2 separate regions of the Sus scrofa genome follow, and region 2 is linked to region 1. Evidence: chromatin contacts called from public promoter capture Hi-C data. All regions are on one chromosome and are shown on one strand. Each heading gives the region's core, a stretch centred on a gene start, on an enhancer-like site or on the middle of the called end of the contact. The rest is flanking DNA. Distances are from core to core; before and after follow the strand shown.

Region 1 (6,013 bases), core at 302-2,801:
AGGGGTCAAATCCGAGCTGTAGCTGCCGGCCTACACCACAGCCACAGCCGTTCGGGATATGAGCTGCATCTGAGACCTACACCACAGCTCACGGCAACACAGGATCCTTAACCCACTGGGTGAGACCAGGGATCCAACCTGCATCCTCATGGTTACTATTCAAATTTGTTTCCACTGAGCCACAACGGGAACTCCAAGCTCAACTATTAAAGCCAGGACAGTGGTTACTCTTGATGGAGTGGAGAGCAACTGGACCAGGAAAAGGGACGGGATGCTAGTGACACTCTGTTTCTCAGTGTTCAGGATTACACAGGGGTGTTTGGTTTGAAATGCTTCAAGCTGAAGATGTATGATTACGTACTTCTTTATTTTAGCTCCAAATAAAAAATTAAACTAAATCTGCTGTATCAAATGCTACCAGTTCAGACTCTGTATCTCTTGACTCCAAGGTATGACTTGGCAAAGTGACTCTCAATTTTCAAGATCAATAACTACACAAACCAGGAAATTCCCAACCAGAAGTTTTTCACCAAAAACCAAGAGAGTGACTGGATTTGACAGAAATTGGAAGAGGGGAGAGGTAAATACAAATACATACAGTTTATGTTTTTCATTGTTACGAAAACACAAATAAGCACAGCCATAATGTGTCCCGGTGCATCACGAAAAGGTAAAAACGTCAAAGCAGATTTCCAAAGCCAAGCCCTGCTTCCTGACCCCTGCCAGCAACGCAGGAGAGAGGGGACCGAGGAAGGATGACTTCCTCAAGCAGCTGCTTCCAGCACAAAGGACGGTCGCTCAGCCCGCAGTCCCATCAGCCGCCAGCCTCCACGCCGAGACGGAAGGTTTGGGTTCGGCACCAGCAGGGAGGAGGGCGACGGGCGAGGGCGGGACGGAGTGTGCAAACCCGGGCGAGCCACCCAGCCGCCCTGCGGATGCCGCCCTCACCGCGCCAGCGAGGGGCCCGCCCGCACACCTGCCCACGGAGCCGGCCGCGCGCGCGCCAGGCCACGGAGCGTGGGCGCGGGCCCCGGGTCGTCCACCGCCGGGAGGGCGGACGCCGCCACCTCGCCCGGAAGAACACCGGATGAGGGGGCGCAGGTGGCCCCGAAGCGCTCCCGGCGGGGGGCGGGGGGGAGACAGGTGAGTGGATGGAGGGCAGGTGGGCGCGGGGCGGGGGCGGAGCCGGGGGCGGGGAGGTGGCCCTGGGGAGGCCGCCGCCGGGGGACGGGGAGGGACGCAGGGGGCCGCGCGGGGGGCGCTCACCGTGGACTCCCGCACTTGGCTGTGGAAGTGCTGCTCCCGCGCCGACACCTCGTCCTGCCCTTCCATCCTCCTTCATGCCCGCCGCCGCGTCGCCCGCGTCCGCGCGCTCCGCCGCACCATCGCCCGCCGGCCCGAGGGGCTGGACGGCCGCGCCGGAGCGGGCGGACCGACGGCCGCTTCGGGGACCGCGACCACGACCCCAGCCGCTACCTCAGCCGCCGCCTCAGGAGAAGCCGCTCGGACTGCTGAGGGCGGGCACCGCGCGGACCGGGGCGGGGCCGGGGCGGGGCTTGACGTCAGAAGAAGGCGCCGCGCGTCAGAGGAGCGCGCCGCCGCGCCTGAGGGGCCCAAGGGCCTGAGGCCGAGGGGCGGGGTGTGGGCGTGGCTACGGGCCATTGGTCACGCCCCCAGGGAGGCGGGCTTGCGCCGGAGGGATTGCTGTCGGGAGGCCCAGAGAAGGGCTAGGTGTTAGGGCCGGGTTGCAGCGCCCCTTGACTCTACTGCGAGGGTGAAATAACGGAGGTTGGCGCGCCAGCGCACGGGTTCAATAGGAGTTATCCTTTACCGCAGCTGCAGTCGGCCCTCGCCCAGCGCCAGCCCCGCTGCAGAGCACTTGGCGGAGTCCGGCAGGAGGTCTCCCACGGAAACGTTCCCTCTGCCAAAGTGAAGGTCGGAAACCAGAGGTTCAGGACGCGCTTTGGGCGGAAACCGCGGAAACCTGGCTTCTCTGGGTCCGATAAGGGCCTTGAGCTGCCAAGGTCTTGGGCTTGCCCACCTGGAAAACGCAGATAGCTCGGAATGTGAGGTCCTTGCCAAATCCAGGGCGATCGGGGCGACCCTGCTGAGACCCTACACCGAAGGTTCACTTGGGGGGCCACCAAACGGTGATTCATCCCCATTCTGCATTAAGTATCTTTTATTGTTTGGGTTTTTTGCGATAAAAATGAACTTGAAGGCGTATTTATCATATTACCTTCGGATTTTTTTTTAAGCAATAAGTCACTTAGGAGTTCCCTGGTGGCCTGGGGTTAAGGATCCTGCATTGTCACTGCTGTGGAGCAGGTTCGACCCCTGGCCCGGAAACTTCCACATGCCCCCAGCATAGCTAAAAAAAAAAAGTCACTTAAATTACTGCAGGCTGTGATTTTGTGGCATCTCTGAGAATTCTTGGAAAGTGAGAAAATCTACAAATTGCTTTCAAATTTTTATAATAGATATTAATTTAGATTTTGAAGTATATTTTTGTGATTTTGAAATTTTTTTCAAGAATCCAACTTTTTTTTTTTTTTTTTGGCTTTTGTCTTTTTAGGGCCACACCTGCGGCATATGGAGGTTCCCAGGCCAGGGGTCTCATCGGAACTACAGCTGCTGGTCTACACCACAGCTCAGGGCAATGCTGGATCCTTAACCCACTGAGCAAGGCCAGGGATCGAACCGGTAACCTCATGGTTCCTAGTCGGATTCATTTCCACTGTGCCACAATGGGACCTCCAAGAATCCAACTTTTTTAATGAGCCATGAAAAGCTTACAGGCCCCCCCAAAACTGTGCCTCTGATGCCTTATGCCAGAAAATGTCGGTAGTGAGGTCGTGGAGAATATGAGGCTTGTTCTGAGCCTACTAGTACTCTTGCTACCATAGGCTGATAAGAAACCAGGAGTAACTTCCCCCTGGTTAAATTCAGTGTTCGTCTTTATTTTTTAGATGTCTCAGAGCCCTAAAGAACCAGGAAAAGACAAAGAAGCACCTTTTTTTCGGAACATTCAGTTTCTGGGAGCTGGGTAACTTCCTGAATGACACGAAGACCTGGATAATTTCAGGGTCATCTCGCAAATCAGGGGGCGATCGGATCTGATTTTAAGATGTGTGACCTTATGCCTGTGTTCCAGAAAGTGGAAGCATATGGCATTGCTCATCTTTCTAACTCAACACTCCAGCTCTCTGGACCTTTTAATTTTCTTATGCAGCTGTGTATAGACGTTCACCCCCGCTTTGATCTAGTTTTTCCCTGTCTTTGGTACCTCAGTGCTCAGCTCAGGGTGGTAGACCTCAAAGTGGCCACAAGCTCTTCCCCGCACACTCCCCCCTTTGCCTTGTGGCTTTGCCTGATCTCCCAGCAAGGAGTGGACCCTGTTTCCCCCACTTGACTCTGGGCCTTGCACATGTAAATTGCTCTGGCTAAAGGGATCTTATAAGACAGGAAGCGGAGCTGCTGCTGTGGTTCATCGGGTTAAGAACCCAGCAGTCTCCATAGTCTCCGTGAGGATGCAGGTTTGATCCCTGGCCTCACTCAGCAGGTTAAGGATCCATCGTTGCTGAAAGCTGGTCACAGACGAATGGCTCAGATCCAGTGTTGCTGCTGGTGTAAGCCAGCAGCTGCAGCTCCCGTTTGACCCCAACCAGTGAACTTCCATATGCCGCAGGTGTGGCCGTAAAAAGAAAAATAAAATGAAATAAAATAGGAAGCTATTGAGAGGTGCTTGTGCCTTAAGGCTTGCCCCTTCTTGTGGCCCCTGGGCACCCTCCAACTGTCACTGTGTAAAAAGTCTCGCCCAAACCGGAAATGGATGGGCCAGTTATCTCTGTCACCCCAGCTGACACTCTCTCCTATGCATCCCCCTAAAACATGAATCCCACAAAAGGCAGGTGTTACCCTCTGCTGAAAGCACTGCAATGCAGCATTCTCATTAACTGAAGAATAAAATCAGACTCCTTAACCGGCGTTTAAGACTTTGACTTTTGGGGATTCCCCCCCACACCCATTCCACCTGTTCTCCCCACTTCACTCCCTAAAGAGCCCTTTCCTGCAGCCTGGCTTCCTCCTCTGTCCTTCCATTGCCAAGGCCAAGAACTTTCACCCTTTCCATGCCCTCTTTGCCCCAGTTCACTTTCCGTGCCACCACTCTTCAAGGTCCACACCAAAACTTCCCATCTCTGCAAAGTCTTCCCTGCCAACCCCCACACTCGGAGCCTTCTGACTCTGCCTGGGTGGATTCTTGAGAGGCTCCCAGAGAACCCGGCCTCCTGTGATTTAACCACCAGCCACGCTGTGAGGCCTCACCTGCTTGTGCTCCTGGGCATCATGCTATGCTTTCCAAGATATTAGACAGGGCGCTGCTTGGGCTTCCGGGAAGAAATAATTTTGCACCATCTTCCTTAAGGTAATATCATGAAGAGACATTAAACTACTGCAGGTTGACGTCAATCATTGAAGTTCATGGGCTCTAATAAATTGTCAGGTACCATCTTCCTCAGCTTTAGTTACTCATCCTAGCGCTTTTTTTTTTTTTTCTTCTAGCATCTGCACATCAAATTTAGGAGGGAGGAGTTCCCGTTGTGGCGCAGTGGTTAACGAATCCGACTAGGAATCATGAGGTTGTGGGTTCGGTCCCTGCCCTTGCTCAGTGGGTTAACGATCCGGCGTTGCCGTGAGCTGTGGTGTAGGTTGCAGACGCGGCTCGGATCCCGCATTGCTGTGGCTCTGGCGTAGGCTGGTGGCTACAGCTCCAATTCGACCCCTAGCCTTGGAACCTCCATATGCCGCGGGAGCGGCCCAAGAAATAGCAAAAAAAAAAGACAAAAAAAAAAAAAAACAAATTTAGGAGAGAAATGGGTCAAAGCAGGGGAGTCAGGGAGAGGAACGATCAGTCAGAAGAAGCTCGTCACGCAGAAAGAGTAAAAACGTCTAGGGATGTTTTTAAAACATTAATGTTAAACAACCAGGATGGGCAATTCACAGACACACAAAGTAGATTTGTGGTTGCCAGGCGGTGTGTGGAGGGGGAACTGGAAGTGTCTACTGATGGGCAAACGCTTCCTTCTTGGGGTGATGGAAGTGTCCTGGAATTAGACTGGAGTGATGGTTGCACACTCTTGTGCATATATTTTAAAAAAATTGAATTCTAGACTTCAAAAAGGTGAATTCGGGAGTTCCTCTCATGGCACAGTGGTTCACGAATCCAACTAGGAACCATGAGGTTGCGGGTTCAATCCCTGGCCTTGCTCCGTGTGTTAAGGAGCCGGCGTTGCCGTGAGCTGTAGTGTAGGTTAGACTCGGCTCGGATCCTGCGTTGCTGTGGCTGTGGTGTAGGCCGGTGGCTATAGCTCTGATTAGACCCCTAGCCTGGGAATCTCCATATGCCACGAGAGCGGCCCAAGAAATGGCAAAAAGACCAAAAAAAAAAAAAAAAGTGAATTTTAAGGCATATGGATTCTGTAACAATTTTTAAAAAAGGATCATGGAGTTAAATGTAAAATACAAAGCTATAAAACTTCTGTAACTTCTAGAAGAGAGCGTAGGTGTTGACCTGAGTCACTGGAAATGACTGAAAACTGTGAGAATGAAAACAAAAGGAAGTGTATATAAGCCCTGCACGCTAGTGGGTAGAGCTGTTTCCCTGGGGATATGGGTAGGCAATCTGAAATGTCTGTTCAAATAAACAAGTAGACTTTTTCAAAGCAACAAAAAGGTTATTTTTCAAAGAAACAAGGGACTGAACAAAGCAGTAAGTGGCTGGTGGCTGGTGGCAACCAGACTTCCCACTGTAGAGTCTTCCCACATAAGCAATGGGATGCACGGGTCCGAGATTGCAGTCTCCCCGGCCAGAGACCAACCAGAAGCTGCAGCTCAGAGAGGCGGTGCTTTCTCTCCAGCAGCCCACCGGGGGTTTGCAGGGGACGAGGCCCCGTGCAGGAGAGGATGGGCCCCACGGGTCCGCAGGTTCCTGACACTCTGCAGGGGCCCCGGT
Region 2 (5,355 bases), core at 1,728-4,227, 880 kb before region 1:
GCACCCCGAGATGCCTCATGTTGGCCCCTCTAAATTTTGGTCTGTCTCCTCAAACCTCCTGTTTCACTCGAGTTTCTCATGGGCCAGCAAGTGTTTTCAGCCAGAAACCTGGGTGATTGTATGGGCCAGTTCACTGGTTTCCTTTTTCTCAGCTCCGTGACCACAGGTCTGTGCTGCCTGTGGCCCAATGTTGGAAAATCATCCCCCCCCCCCCAATTGGTTCAGTTTTCAAGGTACCATGTGAAGGAAGTCTGTCTCAGTGCCTCTGTCATGACCAGAAGTGGCAGTTGCGTCCTGGTTGTTTTGAGGTCTCCTTTGTGGATGCTGTTCAGTTTCCCCACATGTGCCTAGGTGTGGATTTATTTTTCCTGCTTGATGTTTTTATGCCTCCTGTATTTGTGGGTTTATATCTTTCATCTGTTCTTAAAAGGAATCATCTTTTTAATGTCTCTTTTCCATTCTCTATATTCTCTACATTTTGGAACTCCAATTTGTCATGAATCTGATATTCTCGTTCCACTCTCCCAAATTCCTTCCTTCCTCCTTTCTTTTTGATTGCAACCACAATATATAGAAGTTCCCGAGGCAGGGATCAAATCCAAGCCATAGCTTCAACCTACAGTTGTGCCACAGCTGCAGCAACACCAGATCCTTAACCCACTGTGCCATGGCAGGAACTCCAACAATGACATTTTAAAACAATTTTCTCTTTGCTCCTTTGTTTTGAAGCAATAAAAACTTACCAAGTTCAACAGACAGTAAAATAAAACACTTTTATTCTGAACCACTTGAGAATAAGTTCATGACTTATGCCCTGTCACCCCAAGTACTTGTGTAAAAGGAAAGAACCAATCTGACTCCACATTGGATTTTTTTTTTTTTTTACTTTAACCTTTGTACTCTATTGAGTTTACTGTACGTTAATCACTAAAAGAATGTTGCCTATAACTTGAAATATGCAGGACAGCCCATTCTCAAGGATCTGATCTTTAAAGGTCTAACACTTCTCCATCCATGTAGCAGAAAAAAAAGCTGCAGAATAGAGAGTAGCGTTTGTCTTGGTGGAGATTTATAGGAAGACTGTGACCAGACCCAGGGGACAGCTTCAAGAACAAAGGATTCTGGTACCAAGAAGTTTGCAACAAGCAACCACAACCGTTCCTCTTTTAGTATAAAAGAAGGCGGTTCTTTGTGACGTGATCTTCTTGGTCTGCTGGCTTGGTGAATACAACGACTTGTCTCTCCGTTTATTGGCCTGGCATGGGAAAGTGGTATGAGAGTGGTAACAGTTTAGTCTGCACTCTCTACAAAGACATACCACTTACAATCATCAAAATAAGGAAGTTAATTTTGCTGTATTACTCCCATCTTATCTTCAGACTCTGGATTTTTGCAAGTTGTTTCAATAACATTCATTACAGTGAAAGGATCCAGTTCAGAATCATGTATTGGATTCAGTGGTCATGTCTTTTTTTTTTTTTTTTTTGTCTTTTTAGGGCTGCACCCACAGCATAGGGAGGTTCCCAGGCTAGGGGTCTAATTGGAGCTGTAGCTGCTAGCCTACGCCAGAGCCACAGCAACGCCAGATCCGAGCTGCATCTGCGACCTACACCACAGCTCATGGCAACACCAGATCCTTAATCCGGCCAGGGATCGAACCCAAAACCTCATGGTTCCTAGTCAGTTTCCTTTTCGATGTCCCACGACAGGAACTCCGGTCATGCCTTTTCTTCTTCAGTCTGAAACACGTCCTCTGGTTTGGCTTTCATAATTTTGACACTCGAAGATTAAAGGCCAACTGTTTTGTGGTATGTCCCCCATTTTTTTGGTCCTTACTTTTTCGAGATTAGACTCAGTGAGGTATCTGTGACAGGATTTTATCACAGAAGCGATGCTGTTTCTTCTTACTGCATCCTTTCCGGTGGCACACAATTCAGATTTACCCCATTCCTGAAAATTTTTACTTCCTTCAGTTAAGGTGTTTCAGAGGCTTTTCCACCTGAAATTATTCTTTTCCACTAACAGTGCAGCGCTCCCCTGTGCCACTTGCAATTCTGGAATCCTAAGAAGTCCTTTGACACCTCCGAGCCAAGGTCTTTGCTCAGCCTTCTCTTTCCACCCTTTCCTTTCCCCATAAGCCCTACATTCATTGTTACTGAAGCAACCTTTGCAGCTTGCGTGTTCTTAAAGGCCTCATTACATCCGCACCGGTCTTCCCCGTCCCCAACTGCCAACAAGTCAGAAGTCGCCTTCGGATGCCTGATCCCAAGCATCCCTCAGCCTTCTACAACTCTTATCTCCCAGGACCCTTCCCTTAAGGTCACTTGTTAGCATCCCGCTGTGGACAAGTCTTGCGGCTCAAACGCTACCTCTCGCGCACATGTCGCTACGGCGGCCGTTCCGGCCGCACCCGCTCAGCGCACCTGCCTCCGCCGCAGACCCCCCAGTGCGCATGCCCGGCACCACCCCCACGGCGTGCTCGTCCCCGCTGTCAGCCCGCAGCGCAGTTTACTCCGCCCCCCGCCGCGCGCCGCACAGTCCAGACACAGAAAGCAAGCTCCGGCCCCATTACCGGGCGCGGGATCTCCTCCCTCACTCTTCCAACGGGACCTCCGCCGGCCGTAAAGCTCGGCGCCAACTGCTGCAAAGCGACTCACGACAGAGCCCGGGGCCGAACTACGGCGGGCCGCCGCCCCCGCCCCCTTCAAACATTGGGGTTTCTGGAGCGGAACGAGGCGGCCGCTGGTGTGTTTGCCTTCCGCCCTCGGCCTGCGTCCCTCGGAGGCGGCTCGGAGCCGCCGCGGCCTGCAGGGGAGGCCCCGCGCCGGTGCCTCCCGGCCGCCATCATCCCGGCGTGCACCTCGGCGGCGGGCCGAGCCGGCGGCCATGTTGCGATAGTTTGTTGTTTTCTTCCTGCGGAGGAGCAGGCCGGAGGGGCCCGCGACCCGCCGGCCGCGCCGCCCCCCGCGCCCCCGGCCCGGCCCGCCGCCCCGGCCCGCCGCCCCCCGTCCTCCCTGCGCGTCCCCGGGCCCCGGCTGGCTTGGTGGGGCGAGGCTGAAGGCCGGGCCCAGTGCACACCATGGCGACCGCCCTGGGAGCGGGCGGAGGAGCCGGCGCCGGAGGTAAGGGAGGCGGCGCCGCGCGGGAGGCGGCTGTGGCGGTGGGGGTTCCGGGGGCCGCTCCTGGCCGTCGGGGGTCTGGTCCCCTGAGAGGCGGGCGGGGGTCGGGCCTCGGCGTGCCCGCCGCCCTGGCGTCGCCAAGCGCCAGGCCCACCGGAGGCGGGGCGCCGGCCTGGGTGGGGGGCAGCTGTGGCCCCGGGAGGGTGGTCCCGACGGTTCCGGGAGGTTTCCAGGCCGGTGCCGCAACCGGGCCAGACCGAGGACGGGTTCTGAGAGAGCGGTCTCCGCGAGCTGCTCTCGTGCTCTGGGAGCTCCTCAGTCGTGGGGTACGAGCCCACTAGTGCTGGGTTATCAGCACCTTGCAGACGTGGGAACCGGACCGAAGAGGTTTAGATACCGGTGCAGTGCCTTTGGGTGTTTCCTTCGTTGTCCAAGCGTAGATGAGTTCGAGAGGGTACTTAGTGAAAACACATTTCAGGTAAAATCACTTTTTGGTTGGAACCCCATTTTGTGGATGGAGGGCTTTTTTTTTTTTTTTTTTTTTTAATAATGGGAAAAAAAACCCACTTGAAAGTGACTTGTATGACTGTTCGAAAACTTTGATGAAGGAGCCCCTTAGATGATGAAAGTATGAACCGCGACAGCATTTGAGGTTGTTTTCGTTATTGAGACGTGTAACCATCCTTTTGTGTATTTTTTTTTTTTTTTTAGTGATGCTTGCTTATGAGCACGTTGCCATAGTCCTGCCTAGGACTTTGAGACGCTGCTTTGGCAAAATGAGACCAAACGCAGCAATGTCGCTCCTGGCAGTACGATTTGGTGTAGACTTTTTATTTATTTATTTATTTTTTGGTCAGATGACTTTTGCGTGTTAGAGCTGAAGCTTTCCAGTTAAAGTTTGAAAAGATGTGTTCTTTTCTTAGTTGGTTGCTTTCTGGCGGTCAAAGTCGTGGTTTTGTATCCTTGTCACAGTATAGTCTGGAAACTCCTGGGTCAGGACTGGTTTCATTAATGCTAAGGTTATTTGCATGTTTCACCCCTCTGAGCATCGAGGAGTTTTCCCGAGGCTGTGTGACACGTGAACGCTTTGTCGTGTAGACGGGTGAGGGAATGTGTTCTTATGTTTTCATGTTTCTCATTTTTACTTTCGAAGGAAGCAAATGTCAGTGAATGCAGTCCACAGAAACAGAAGCTTTTTGGCGGCCTCAGTAAATCTGAGTCCAGAAAGTTTGGGAATTGCTATTTTAGGGGGTTAGGTAGGCTTGATCCTTTGTGATTTTTCCCTAGTGCCTGGTTTCCCATCGCTCTTAGTCTAAAGGCAGACTCGAGGCACCGAGGCGCGTGAGTTCTGCAGGCTCGGCCCCCCGCCTCCCCAGGCTGTTGGTCAGCCTGCCCTCCCTCTGGTCTCCTTCAAGCTCCTTGCCAGGCCGATCTTCTGTCCCACGTGTGTCTATCTCTTCCTTTCGTGCCTCCCTCTCCTTGGTTCGGTGGCACCCTAGTTTCTTCAGAACATTTATGGCAGTTTGTAATTTTATTTGGTTATTTCCTTTTTTAAAACGTCTCTTCTTAACAAGACTATGTTAAGTAGTCTGTAAGCCCCTTGAGGACAGGAATGCTGCATGTTTTACCTTCCTTGTATTCCAAGTTCCTGGCATGTTCAACAAATATTTGAGGAGTGAATGAAAGTGAAAACTTTTCTCTCTGAATCCCTTTGCACCCTGTTGGCAAACGTAAGTTGCACATTTACAGCTGTGTGGCCTTTTACGGTTTAAGGTGGAATCACGTATTCCTTAGTTGGCTTTGTTCACGTAGGATTAGGTCTTGGCATGGAGTTCCTGTTGTGGTGCAGCGGAAATGAATCTGACTAACATCCGTGAGGATGCAGGTTCGATCCCAGGCCTCACTCAGTGGGTTAAGGATCCGTTGTTGACATGAGCTGTGGTGTAGGTCGCAGACATGGCTCGGATCCTGAGTTGCTGTGGTTGTGGTGTAGGCCAGCAGCTGCAGCTCCGATTCAGCCCCTAGCCTGGGAGCTTCCATATATGCCATGGGTGCAGCCCTAAAAAGACAAAAACAGTAAAAAAGAAGAGTAGGTCCTGGCAGTCTCTTCTGTGGTAATAGGTGAGAGTTAGTATGGGTCCACCATTTATTGATTAGCTGTTTTTGTATTGATGGGCATTTGGCTTATATGTTCTTTTTTACTACAGACGCCTCTTGGTGTGCTTAAACCAATATT

Evidence for each region. Promoter capture Hi-C pulls out the DNA fragments that hold promoters and counts their contacts.
Region 2: a contact with region 1 is called in a promoter capture Hi-C map of liver, with 7 times the contacts expected there. The contact joins the promoter of RBM33 here to the promoter of LMBR1 in region 1. A contact is called at or near these places in 1 of 5 promoter capture datasets (liver) and 1 of 2 datasets of contacts at active chromatin or transcription factors (alveolar macrophages).

The regions. Positions count from the first base shown.
Region 1 is chr18:1,791,000-1,797,012 of Sscrofa11.1, reverse strand. LMBR1 (limb region 1 protein homolog) reads right to left here and starts at 1,551. Exons shown (of 17, transcript XM_021079157.1): 1 at 1,267-1,551. The coding sequence starts at 1,332.
Region 2 is chr18:2,673,826-2,679,180 of Sscrofa11.1, reverse strand. RBM33 (RNA-binding protein 33) reads left to right here and starts at 2,977. Exons shown (of 20, transcript XM_021079037.1): 1 at 2,977-3,122. The coding sequence starts at 3,080.